Linked DNA regions of Mus musculus: regions 1 and 2 are each linked to region 3. Evidence: chromatin contacts called from public Hi-C and HiChIP or PLAC-seq data. All regions are on one chromosome and are shown on one strand. The core of a region is the stretch at or near the end of the contact, and the rest is flanking DNA. Distances in the headings are between cores, read along the strand shown. Region 1 has its middle 90 kb from the start of Gm33897. Region 2 has its middle 29 kb from the start of Gm46240. Region 3 overlaps 4930459C07Rik (RIKEN cDNA 4930459C07 gene).

Region 1 (4,270 bases), core at 275-2,774, 570 kb before region 3:
TAGACTGTTTTTCCTATACCTGGAGCACTTGCCTTCTATCACTTAAGACCCTGTGCTGTGGTTGAGTGTGTACATGTGTGTTCCTGTGTGCATCCTAAGCACCCTCCAAAAATCATGTTTTCCTGGACCTGCTTCTGTTTGCCACAGAGTTCTGTGAACCACATAATAAAGGGTACACTGAACTTTGCAATCAAATGTGTCAAAGAGCCAGTGCAGAGCGGAATATAATGTGCCACAGAAAAACAGTGAGAATGGACTTCAGACTTCATGCAGAGACGTACTAGAAGAAAGAGGAGGAAGAGAGAGGGAAAAGGACGCTGTTGGTTTCTAGCAGTGTGGACATAGAGACAACCCAAACACAAATGCATCTCAATGACTATGTCAAGTACCCAGCCACTAATAATTCCCAAGCAAAAACCCATTGGCAAAATTGAACAGGACCACCCATGAGCAGCTATGAAGCCCTTATCAAAAAACAATAAAAACTATAATATTATTCTCTTGATGAGAACACTCACAAGTAACACTAGAAAAATAGCTGGCATATATATATATATATATATATATATATAAAACCTTTCCCTCGACCTTTGTCTATGTCTGTCTATTTATACCAAACATGTGGAAGGCCAGTACCGTGCTTCTCTTCTCTTTGCTAAGGTAGACAATCTGGATTTATTTTGCATTTATCACCGTTAAACATTTTGGTTGAGCTTTACCCTAAAACCAATGTTATGATTCTCTTCACCTTGTCTGAGACTCAGCTCAGTCAGGAATGCAATCGGCTTCTTCCCCAGAAGCAAGGAGTTCTAAGGAGCAAGGTGAGACAGGAAGACAATCATGTTAAGAGGGTTTTTTTGTTTGTTTGTTTGTTTGTTTGTTTGTTTTAAATGTGCAGATTTTAATTTTGGTTGAACAACATAATGAAGTCTATTAAGATCTCAGCTTGTCTGTGAGACTTTTATTTCAATAGAGCCCTGTTGATTTGAAATCATACCTTTGTTTCAAAGGGCAAATTGTTCGAGTTATGTCGGCATTTTAAGGTTGTCTTTTTCTCCCCGATGGAAATATATTGTGTTTGACCAAAAGATGGTCTTCAATGACTAAAATAAAAAAATAACACAGAGAGGGTTGTTGCCGAGGTGCATTTACTTTAAACTATATGCAGTCTCTAAAGTACTTAGATGCATAAAGTTATTACCCCTATATTATTGCTATCTATCATCCCAACTGCTAATAAGATTCCTTAGATATGCTGAACTAAAGCGCTAAGCCATTGTTGAGGCTTTTCCTGTCATTCCACACTCAGCCACCTCTGGGGCGGGCTCCCTCCTTCTCGCCCCCCCCCCCCGCCCCCACTGCAGTTTCTTTCACTTGTGTAGACCCAGCGTTCACAGGAAAAAGAAGCCTAAGTGACAGCAAAGCCCAAGGCTTGGCTGATCAACCAAACAGGCCTGTGTGTCTTACTCCTGGGGAAGCCTATAACTATCAGAAACATTCTCCTCTCCTTAGTCATCTGTTAGTCAGGCCACGCTTGCCAGCCCCTTTCCTTCTCCTTTGGCACGAACATCTTCAGTTTCATCTTTGTCTGTGGTATATGTGGTGTAAAGTTGAAATGTATTTTGGACCTTGGTTACATTCTGCTTCACACACACTAAATCCATGTCTCCCTGTAACAGTTAAAATGAACACAGTTGCGACTGGAGAGATGGCTCAGCAGCTGACTACAGTTGTTACTTCTATAGAGGAGTGGAGTTTAGCACACAGTTCAGTTGATAAAACATTCTGTAACTCCCGCTCCAGGTGAGCATACATTCTCCTCTGGCTTCTAAGTCCTCATATATGCACACTTCACACATTCAGAGAGATACACGTGTACATAAATAAATAATAAACATCTTTTTTTTTAATTAACAGTTTTCATTTCTGGATCGATATAAATTGAACACTCTATTGATTCAAAAATTTGTGTATACTATTTCTTTTTAAATTTGTAATATTTATTGATTGATTTATTGACTGGTTTATTTATGTGATAGAGTAAGGCATGTCCCACAGCATATGTGTCAGTCAGAGAAAACCTCGTGGGAGTTCATTCTCTTGTTCTATTCTGTGGGTTACAGGGTTGAGCTTCTGTCCTCAGACCTAGCATCAAGCACCTTTATCCACTGGGACATCTCACTGGCCCCATTCTTGGTACTTTGAGAAAAGGTTTTCATCTGTATATTCTTCTATTTCCATTTAAATGCAAAATTTCCATTGTGTTTACGTAAGCAACTCAAATCATTGACATAGGAAGCAGTTCAGAGAGTATGGAAGTACGAATGAGGGATGTCTTCACAGATCACAATGTAATCTGTTCTATGCAGATGAACTCAACTTTTCACACCATCAGGATTTCATCACAAAAGATGGGCCTGCCTGAGATACTGCTCATGAAAAGTCAATAACTGCTTTTAAAACAAACATAATTCTGACTTTTGGGAAAAGCCCATCTATCTTTGTGGGCCTTTTTCTTCAAAGTAGCTTCTAATAATTGCAGATGAGTGTGTTTATTCCTTCAGTGAGGCACGTGTATTGCTTCTTAACATCTTCTAGGAGAAAGATTGGCAAGTTAGAGGAGATGAGTAGAATTATCTTCAAAATTTGTTTCATTTCTCATCTTTGTTTTTTGCTCTTTGAGTAATGCAAGTATGGAAAAAGTAGCATTTTGTATGTTAAAGCAGAGAGGATTTTAGAGCAGAAACCTAGCCCTGCTGTAAATTACAACACTTCAGGATTGCATGTTCCACATAATGAAGGACAAGAAAGGTTTTTTAATGAGTGTTCTAAAAGGGCATCACTCATAGCAATGACGGAGCTAGCCGTTTCATTACTGGTCTCATTAGTTCACATGAGTAATTTGAAGGATTATTCTCTGTTAATGTCAGAGAAGGAAACTGAGAGGCTTCGAAATGATACCAAGACACACAACATAAGGATTTTACCCTCTTGTTCCTGAGTGACCATTGGTTCATAAATCCAGCTAAGCCACCGAAAAAGTTTTCATCTAAGCTGAATACTCCATAAGACCACATACGAGAGATATTATTAAACTAAAAGACCTGATGTCTTAGGCCTCTTAATATATCTCCTCCCCGATTTTATGTTCCAGCTCCCAAGACTTTTGTATCCTATTTTGGGGTGCTGGAAATACCTTCAGCTTAGTGTCATATTTTTGCCTGAGTCCGATAATTTATTCCTAACTATACATGCTTCTCTCTGGTTGTTTAAAAAAATATTTTGATAAATGGATGTAGAAAAAAAAAAGAGAAACAGAAAAAGAATGTCTTATGTCTACAAGTAAGTCAAAGCTCTGAATCTCCCAGATGATACAGTGACTATCTGCTAGGGCACGCAGTGGTCTCATTTTATGGCTCCTCTCACAATTAGTTGTGTTCGGTGACTTCAGCACTATGTCAAACTATATGTCATGACAAAGATGGTTCAGAATTTACCGTGATTTGCTTCTAGAAGACAGTGTACCTTACAAATGAAAGAAAATGATCCTACATCATCAGAATGTAAAGAGAGCTGGCCAAGGGAAAAGCACTCTCCTAGCCCCTCGAGGGAATATTTGCTAAGCCCAGAATAACCAAACTAAAACCTTTTTTTTTTCCAAAGAGGTCAGAGTCCAGCGGAGAAATGGGAATGAATATAAATCATGATTATACAAAGCCTGGCTTATGTGGCAGAAACACTGTCTAAACAGTGATTCATTCTGACAGGGGTAGGGGTTGAGAAAAGCTTCCCAGAAGGAAGTAACATTGACTTTGGCCTCAGAGGATCAATTAAGCAGAGAAAAGAAAAAGACCCTGAAGGCTGGGATTGGCCCTTGGCAATAAAGATGCAGACTCTGGACGAAAAAAGTCGGACAGTATTTAAATGGCAAAACTTTATTTTTTTTTTAATATGGGTGAAACATGGCGATGTAGAGGCATGTGCCCAAATGAAAGGAAATGGTGAGACAAGACCCTGAGAGTCTGAGTAACTGATGGCAATAAAACTCTATTATTTAATAATAGATGCAGTAAGCCGGGAAAACCGGTTTCTTTGTGTTTAGCTAGGATGTTGCTGGTGATGGTATCTAAGCACCAGGAGGCTAACAGGAGGCTGCAGGCAAACCAGTGAGAACCCATTTGCAACTGTTTAGGGAAAAGCAAATGAGGAAAAAGCAAAAGCAGAGCCTGATTGTCTGAGAGACAGTGGGGAGAGGGGACATGAAATTGCT
Region 2 (4,475 bases), core at 1,332-3,831, 630 kb before region 3:
CTAGAATCCTATTCTGTCTGCAAGGAAGGCAAGAATCTCGGTATGAAAAGAGAAGAGGGAGGTCACCTAGGGACATCTGCTGCTCAGGTAAATGTTCTTAAGCAATGGTCTTGCCTCTGAATGTAATCTCCAAGCATCATTTGTCATTCAGGGAAATGTAAAAGAAAACCACAACAGGACACTTGTCTGCACCCATTACGACAATTGCAGCCAAAGCTGTCAATTCTGCGTGTGCATGGGCTTAAGAACAACTGGAACACTCATATGTTTCCGATGAAAAGGGAAAATGCAAAATAAATATAAATAAATAAATAAATAAATAAATAATAAAAAATAAGGTGGTGCAAGACTTTTGAGCAGTCACTAACCAGTTTAAAGACATATTTGTTCTTTGACATCCACAATCTCACTCCTATTTACCAGAGAAAAATGTAATTTTTTCCATGTGAATATCTCTATAACATTGTCCACAGTAGCTTTTATGTGTGATCATTTCAAATAGGAATGGCTTAGGTGTGAAAGAATGGAGAAGCCCATATAGTGTGCACCTTTATTGGAATGTTTGAAAACACAAAGGAAGTAACTGAATAAGCCCATAAATGTGTGGCCTAAATGTATCTTCCACATCCAACTTTGGGAACAGAAGCCAGGCACAAAGGAGTCTTTGCTGTGGTTCCGTTTCTATAAAATTCTCCAAGTGAGAAACCTAAAGCATAGCTTTGCAAAAGGGAAAACGGATCTCACCAATCCGTGACGGCTTCTTGAAAGGGCAAGAGGGACTGCCTGGGAGGAGATACAGGAGAGATTCCTGTGGTAGGAAGAACTATATGGGTTTTAGATGTTGTTAGAATGCAGGTCACATAACCACATGTGTTGATCAAGATTACAGCAAAGATCATTGTGTTTTAGTGGATGCGATTTTCATCTCCAAAACAACCAACCAGCAAACGAACCAACAACCAACCAAACCAACCAAATTATCTACAGAAATAGAGCTGTGGCGATAGCTAGGTCATAAGATGCTTGCCATGCAATCACATGGACTTGAATTTGACCCCCCACAGCACCCACCTAAAAAGAAAACACCAGGTACAACAGTGCATGCCTGTAATCCGCCAGAGTGTTGGAGACAAGAAGATTCCTGGAGCTTGCAGATGATAATATGGCCAAATCTATAAGCTCTATGTGCAGGCAACAAGCCTGCCTGAAAAATAAGAAAATGGCCAGATATGGTGGGATATGTCTTTAATCCCAGCTCTTTCATTAAAGGCAGATTTCTGTGATTGAAGGCCAGGTTGCTGTATATAGTGAAACGGTACCTCAGAGAGAGAGAGAGAGAGAGAGAGAGAGAGATTAAGAGAGCGAGTGAGAGAGAGAGAGAGAGTTTTCTTCCATCACAGTTTCAACAGAATTTTACCAACAACCACATAAACTCCAGAAATTATAAGAACAAAATTATAATCCCATCTAGGTGTGGCACATGCCAGGAACACCAGAACTCGGGGGTTTTCAGGATGGAGAATGAGGTTTGCACCTACAGAATAAGTTTGAAGCCAACCTGGGCTACCGGAGACACTGCAAAGCACACTTGACTGTCCATTGTTTCGGGGTCACTGACTGTGCAGCCTGCAGGCTAGATTAGAAAATGAATGAATACCTTTCTCCTTCTCTTCTCATTCCTTCCATTGTTCCAAGAGCTCTAGCCCTTTCTCTTTTCTCAGTTTTCTTGTTTTAAACATTCAGCGATGGTGCTCTTCAAAGACTCTTCCCTTTACCTGAAACCTCTCATCATTTTTGATGTTCATTGAGTATATTGCAGCGTCCAGCCCAGCATAGCTCTTCCTCTCCCAGAGCCTTGTCTAATTAACACAGTGGAGTCCAGTCCTCCCTGTTAAGTATTTCCTCCTCTCTGTTCTCTTTCCATCTACCGCTTCATGAGTTATAACATTATGTATGTATCTTATATGTACATATATATATATATTACTGTATTATGTTATATTATGATATATTGTAATAACTGTTTTTATATCCCTTAAACTAAGACATTGATCACTACTCAGCAGCCTCTCAGCCACTCTGTAAGTAGTTATGGGCTCATGTGCATACTGCTCCTCACTAAAATACTCCTGGGATTTAGTCAGTATTTATCCTCAGAGCCTTATATAGCTGCTATACAATGAATTAGGCATGTTTCCTGTCTGTCTCAGAGGAGAAAAAGTTGCACACCACCAAAACATACAAGAACATGGCCTCTGTCTCATGTGGTCTGTCGGTGAGTCACAGGGCTCAGACTTATGAAGGCTCGGAAACCTGGATTCCTCATCTTTTTCCTCCCTACTGTGTATCTGAAGGAACAATATCTTTCCATCTTTACCAAGGAGGCCAGGATAAGAAAGGAAGGTGGAGCTTCTTATCTTTCAGGTAGTTCGGATGACCGACATTCCCAAGAAGCCATTACTGTTTGTGAGCCAACCATCACATGAAATATCTGAAAAGATCAGAGGAAAGGGCAGGCCACAGATGGGGTGGGGTTGTTGACCCTGCATGTGGCTGCCTTGCGCTGTGAGTCAGACACCCACATCCTGTCCACTCTGGCTCACTCTTGTTCTCGTTTTAAGAGCTCTATCAAAGAGATGAAGCCTTACGCCTTCAGAAGGCTTCTGTTACTTTTTGGCAAAAAGAAAATATATGTGTGCATTCTGTAGAAGTCTACCAAATGTGGGTCTCTCTCTTTCTCTCTTTCTCTCTCTCTCTCTTTCTCTCTCTCTCTCTCTCTCTCTCTCACACACACACACACACACACACACACACATACACAAACACAGGCTTGGAAGCCTGGGCCACAGAACAAACAGTAACTCCACACACTAAGTCATTTGGTATTAATTAAACACTGTTCTCTTTAAAGAAATGGCATCTATTTAGTTTGAGCCAATACCATTCAAATAAACTTACAAAGAATTATAAAGTATTTATTAATATTAACCTTGACTTTAATTTTAAACCAATTAGACATTTTGTTCTGGCTGATTCTCTGAGCTTACAAAAGTTTATATTGCAGGATATAAAGTTCTGATTATGTTTGACATCGCTCCTTGTTTTTAAACTTTATCCATTTGCATTCTCAGGTTAAAAAAATAATCAGACAACTGTCTCAATGTAGTTCTTCATATTTACTCTTTTTTTTTTCCAATTGCAGTTCTGGAAGGGAGGAGGGAAAAAGAAAGAGAGTTTTAAAAAGAGGAATTAAGTTAAGGCTCAGGAGAAATCTATTCTGTTATTCCAGTTTGAAATATTTATTCTTTTCATGTGGCTGTCAATCAATTACGGACAACATTTGATAGCTCCCTGGGTATCTTAAATAAGAGTCACAGACAAACATCGCACTTGGAAGCCATCTCACAGGAAGACTTAAGGACATGCTTCTTGGCCTCTGCTGAATTTGTTGGAGCTATGTCGCTTGGCGCTCATGTGGCTTCCCAACAATACCTCCATCTTGACAAGATGAAAGGCTCTGGTGTTCCTAATCTACTGTAGGCATCTGCTAGTTCTGCCTCTTCATTTCATCTTACCTTCTTCTCCAGTCTAGTTTAGTTATTTTTCTCACCTCACATCCCCTTTTCATTTAATTTCCCAGAATAAAGACATTGCACCTGAGATTCTCTCTTCTATCTCCCATAATCAGCTTCCAAATGCTGACACCATTGCATACACTAGCAAGATTTTGCTGAAAGGACCCAGATATAGCTGTCTCTTGTGAGACTATGCCGGGGCCTAGCAAACACAGAAGTGGATGCTCACAGTCAGCTATTGGATGGATCACAGTGCCCCCAATGGAGGAGCTAGAGAAAGTACCCAAGGAACTAAAGGGAACTGCAACCCTATAGGTGGAACAACAATATGAACTAACCAGTACCCCGGAGCTCTTGTCTCTAGCTGCATATGTATCAAAAGATGGCCTAGTCGGCCATCACTGCAAAGAGAGGCCCATTGGACTTGCAAACTTTATATGCCTCAGTACAGGGCGACGCCAGGGCCAAAAAGGGGGAGTGGGTGGGTAGGGGATTGTGGAGGTGGGTATGGGGGACTTTTGGGATAGTATTGGAAATGTAAACGAGGAAAATACCTAATTAAAAAAAGAAAAAAAGACATTGCAGAGTTGGAGCTAGAGATCCCATGTACGGTAGTGTCATGCCCCATCAGTTTCACAACGTGTTGCCTCAGTTTCAGTGGGATGCTTAGAAAGCTCCTACTGATTTTCCTCATTAAATACAATGAGAAAGATACTTTGTAAAGCTATGCTCAGACTGCCATCCAGAACATTCTGTACTTCATGTCTGTTCGTATGATATGAACCTTATTAGCATTTAGATTCATACTAAAGTATAATCTGGCCAGACCATGTGATGGTACAGAAGGTAAATAGAGGTATGTGAGAAGCAGTCAATCCCTCATTTCTGCCAGTTAATCTC
Region 3 (4,300 bases), core at 624-3,123:
ATATATAACTTTGAATAAAATATAAATTAGAAATAATAAACAAAAACATTCTCAGTGCCAATTTTAAAAAAAATGCACAGGATCATTCAATTAATAATTTCTGTTCCCTTCACCTGGTCTCATTCTTACAATGACAGAAAAAGTACCTACCAAGCCCAAGCCAAGCCTCTCCCAGGGATTGCTGGGAATAAGTTCTGAGAGTTGGCAGATTTACTTAGAGCCCTTTCTTTGTGGTGGAAATGAACTGAAGCATCTTCCTTTAAGAGTTGGCCTTCCTTTTGTGAAAGCAAAGATGTGGGCAAATTTACAAAGAAGGCCATTTTCCTGCAGGTGCTTCCTACACACCGCAAAGGTCAAGAACGCAACTTAGTTCTTTTTCTAATATCCTAAGGGAACTAATGCAGTTCCTTGTACTTAGTAGGTGGACAACTAATTGCAAATCAATGTATGAATGAAGAAGTCTGGCCTCACAGTTTCCAGGAAAACTTGTAAATGTCACTCTTGAAATGGTAACATGATTCGCAACCTACTGAACGCTTCATAATGAACCACCCACAGACAGAGTTTAGTATGAATATCTCCTATGTTCCTCAAATCCTTTGTGACCTATGGACACAATTGTTAAATGTGAGTCATGATCTGGCCACGGCTCCCACACAATGGGTATTTTTAATGCTCCTGCATTTCCTGAAGTCAAGCTTTCAGGAAATGGTTTTTGCAATAATGACCTCACCCTCCCTGTATCCCCTTACCCCCACCACAGAATCCCAGAATAGCTGAACAGGTGTCCAAGTACCTAGAATTACCCAAGAAACTTCACAACCTACCTTCTGTTTTCTGTCAAAGTCACAAAGCTAACTTGTTCCTTAGAGCTCTAAAGGAATATGTCCATGAACCAGGCCTGCTCATATTTATGTGTTATTTATATCTAGATACAGTTTGTTCTTGATGCTGGCAGTATCTGCACAGAACTAAGCCAGTATAACAGTTAAAGTATAGGTTCCAGAATTCAACAGCCCATGGATCCAAATTACACAAGTGACATAAGTCTGTCACTGTGTATACGGCTTTAGGCAAATAATTTGGCCTTTCAGAGCCTCAACAGTCGCATCTGCAAAGTGGGAATATAGAAGCATTTCTTGGACTATGATGAAAAATCAGATAATAGAGCACATGTAAACCACTGGGCTCCTCTTCTGGCACACAGTAAGTGTGGAAGCTTGCCAGTTCTTACGGCTGTGTGGTTTCCCCATCTCTCAAGCCCTGTCATTCACTGGGACAATGTCAACCACATTGTGGTCACCGGGACTGCTTAGCATTCATGGGGGGGCAGGATGCCTTCAGAACCCTCAGCCCCAGTCCAGTCTGAGGAGCACTGTCTAACTACTCTTTTAGAATCAAAGCCCATAAGGAAGCCTACGTGTAAGAACTGAAGGAAGGTTATACTATCTGGGAACACTTCAGTTTCAAAGCAAGCAGAGACGTCCCCCCACATGAGTGGGAAGAGGGGCATTTGTAGTATGACCTAAGCCCCCTGGTAAAAGTCTTTATAGCATTAAACCATGTGGTAAAACTTAATTAGAAGGGATTATATTTTTCAGAGCTCTATTAACTTGGGAACCCAAAGGCAAAGAAGGTTATTAAATGGCCACCCGATTATGGGAAACAAAATCCTGCTAGTCAACCAGACCAGCTGACAAACTTCCCAAGGGCTTATCTGAGACCCTCCAAACAGCACAAGTAACTAACTACTAAGAGGCGAGATCTGACTCATCACAGTTGTCTTGGAAGTCAGACGGTAGTACCTTAGACATCAGGGCAGAGGTTGTGATTCATGCATCATGTCCTCAAGTCACCAACCATCAACTCAGTGGATGAGCACAAAGAAAGCTGTCCCAGAAGCCCCTAAGAATGACTTCACTACTCATTGTCACAGATCACAGAGTGCTATCCTCATGGCAAGGTTGAGAAACACGGCGGTAGTCATCATCTGGGCACTGGCAATCAGTGATCCACTAGTTGGCTCAGACTGAGGCAAAATTTTGGTGGGCATTTCATGAAAATAGACCCCTTGAGGTCTCCTGTTTCAGAAGATTGAGGATCAACAACAAAAGAACATCAATCCATACCTAAATGGCATTTCACAGCCCTCAAAATAATAAGCTGTCTACGTAGACTGCTGAGAGATGCTTCCAGCAGTTAACACTCACTGGCTGTCCCAGGAAGAGAACAATTCCTAAGGTCTCTCTATGAAGGGCAGCACTTTACATAAGAAATGGCCAGTGTATAATCTTACTTAGCTTTATTCTTCCTGGACCCAGTATCGGGAGCTACCTTTTGCCCTTACTTGGGGGAAATAAGAAATAAGGCAATTAATACTTCCATGAATAAACAAGGAGGATTAGTGCAAAGCACAAGTACCTCTCCAGTTTTCATGAGGATAACCTACTCTACATGACCACAAGCAGGGCGTATTAGACATCTGAGCATCATTTTCCTTACCCGCAAATCTTTTCTCGAAGAAATGTTTTGTGGGTTTCTTTGAATGGTTCCACTCTGACTCATTGTTCATTATTCCAAAACCAAGTTGGTCAAGACTTAGCAAGCTTGCTGCAAAGTACCCAATGTGGGTCACAATCTTGAATTTTTTAAGGGGAAAGGAAAACATGGGTGTGTAGTCAGTGCTGATTCTGTCTGTGGGCCATATCTGGTCATCTTCCAGGAGGAAAAAAAAAAAAAAAAAAAGCACTTGGAGACACAGAGAACACGTGGAGGCTGCCCTTTACATTAGAAGCCCCAAAGTCCCGACTTGTGATGTCTGAACATTGAAAGAGGCCTCAGAACCCTGCCTGATATAGCTGTCTCTTGTGAGACTATAACGGGGCCTAGCAAACACAGAAGTGGATGCTCACAGTCAACTATTGGAGGGATCACAGGGCCCCCAATGGAGGAGCTAGAGAAAGTACCCAAGGAACTAAAGGGATCTGCAACCCTATAGGTGGAACAACATTATGAACTAACCAGTACCCCGGAGCTCTTGACTCTAGCTGCATATGTATCAAAAGATGGCCTAGTCGGCCATCACTGGAAAGAGAGGCCCATTGGACTTGCAAACTTTATATGCCCCAGTACAGAGGAACGTCAGGGCCAAAAAGTGGGAGTGGGTGGATAGGGGAGTGGGGGGAGGGTATGGGGGACTTTGGGGATGGCATTGGAAATGTAAATGAGGAAAATGCCTAATTAAAAAAAAAGAAATAAAAAGCTTTTGATGAGAAAAAGAAAGAAAGAAAGAAAGAAAGAAAGAAAGAAAGAAAGGAAGGAAGGAAGGAAGGAAGGAAGGAAGGAAGGAAGGAAGGAAGAAAGAAAGAAAGAAAGAAAGAAAGAAAGAAAGAAAGAAAGAAAGAAAGAAAGAAAGAAAGAGGCCTCAGAGTATTCCAGCCTGTGCTCATAGAGCGCGCTATTTATAGCATTTAGTCTAGGCTCCGCCCCACAGTTACCTGGCAACTACCAGTTGTGCCTGACTCACCATAAAAGGGGCTGCTTGCCTCCTCCACTCTCTCTTGCTCTCTTGCTCCTTCTTTCTCCCCACCCCCTCCCTCCCTCTCTTTTCCATCCACCTTGAAAACCCTCTCCTCTGAATTAAAGCCAATGTTTATCTCATTCATCTGGGGGCTTCGCCATTGTTTTTAGGTTTATTTGTTTTTACATTACGTGTGTGACTGTTTTCCCTGCATGTGCATGTATGCTCACCGCATTTGTGCCTTGTATCTGTAGAGGTCAGAAGAGAGAGTCAAATCGTCTGGAGCTGAAGTGACAGGTGATTGTGAGCCACACGTGGGTGCCGGGAACTGAACCCAGGTCTTCTGCAGAAGCAATAGGGGGTCTGAAAGACTGAGCCATTGCTCTAGCCCTTCATTGTGGTTTTATGCATATCTCATTAACTCATTCAATAATATACACATAGTCTTTTCTCCTCAAATATGAAAGGGCAGAAAGCACAATGCCTGTTTCTTCTGTGTCTCCCAAATGATCACAGTAAAAACTTTATTTAAAAATTAGTGTAGATTTGTGCTACCAATAGGAAAATGATACCATTGCAGCGACACAACATTTGTTAACTAAATTGTCCTCGTTTATTTCCCAAGTGTTTGCCCTCAGACAAATTAACCTTTGAAGGTTAATTTTGTTACCTCTAATGAAACTTTAGCATTAGACTTCCCACTGTTTCTATGTGTAGACTGTGGAAACCATGTATTCATACATTAGTAGGCATATGTACATGTGTGAAAAACATTGTTTT

Evidence for each region. HiChIP or PLAC-seq counts read pairs in DNA pulled down with a chosen protein or histone mark. A called contact is a pair of places that touch in the nucleus more often than the background predicts.
Region 1: a CTCF HiChIP or PLAC-seq map of the NIH/3T3 cell line shows a contact between it and region 3, with 11 read pairs. The contact joins two enhancer-like sites.
Region 2: a Hi-C map of bone marrow-derived macrophages shows a contact between it and region 3, with 12 read pairs. The contact joins two enhancer-like sites. A contact is called at or near these places in 1 of 15 datasets of contacts at CTCF or cohesin (the NIH/3T3 cell line), 2 of 484 Hi-C or Micro-C datasets (CD8 T cells and bone marrow-derived macrophages), 1 of 115 datasets of contacts at active chromatin or transcription factors (effector CD8 T cells) and 1 of 9 other capture datasets (embryonic stem cells).

The regions. Positions count from the first base shown.
Region 1 is chr10:96,804,030-96,808,299 of GRCm38.p6, reverse strand. No RefSeq gene overlaps it. Among named protein-coding and RNA genes, the nearest start is that of Gm33897, 90 kb to the right of the region's middle. Within about 2 kb of position 1,524, at least 40 of the 459 cell types and tissues checked have an H3K27ac peak or open chromatin away from gene starts, as enhancers often do. A contact at or near this core is called in the NIH/3T3 cell line, where this site is marked.
Region 2 is chr10:96,869,772-96,874,246 of GRCm38.p6, reverse strand. No RefSeq gene overlaps it. Among named protein-coding and RNA genes, the nearest start is that of Gm46240, 29 kb to the left of the region's middle. Within about 2 kb of position 2,581, at least 84 of the 459 cell types and tissues checked have an H3K27ac peak or open chromatin away from gene starts, as enhancers often do. A contact at or near this core is called in CD8 T cells, the NIH/3T3 cell line and bone marrow-derived macrophages, where this site is marked.
Region 3 is chr10:96,235,429-96,239,728 of GRCm38.p6, reverse strand. All of the region lies in intron 1 of 4930459C07Rik (RIKEN cDNA 4930459C07 gene), which reads right to left. The region is part of intron 2 of Gm40747 (a long non-coding RNA gene); the gene reads left to right. Among named protein-coding and RNA genes, the nearest start is that of 4930459C07Rik, 11 kb to the right of the region's middle. Within about 2 kb of position 1,873, at least 75 of the 459 cell types and tissues checked have an H3K27ac peak or open chromatin away from gene starts, as enhancers often do. A contact at or near this core is called in CD8 T cells, the NIH/3T3 cell line and bone marrow-derived macrophages, where this site is marked.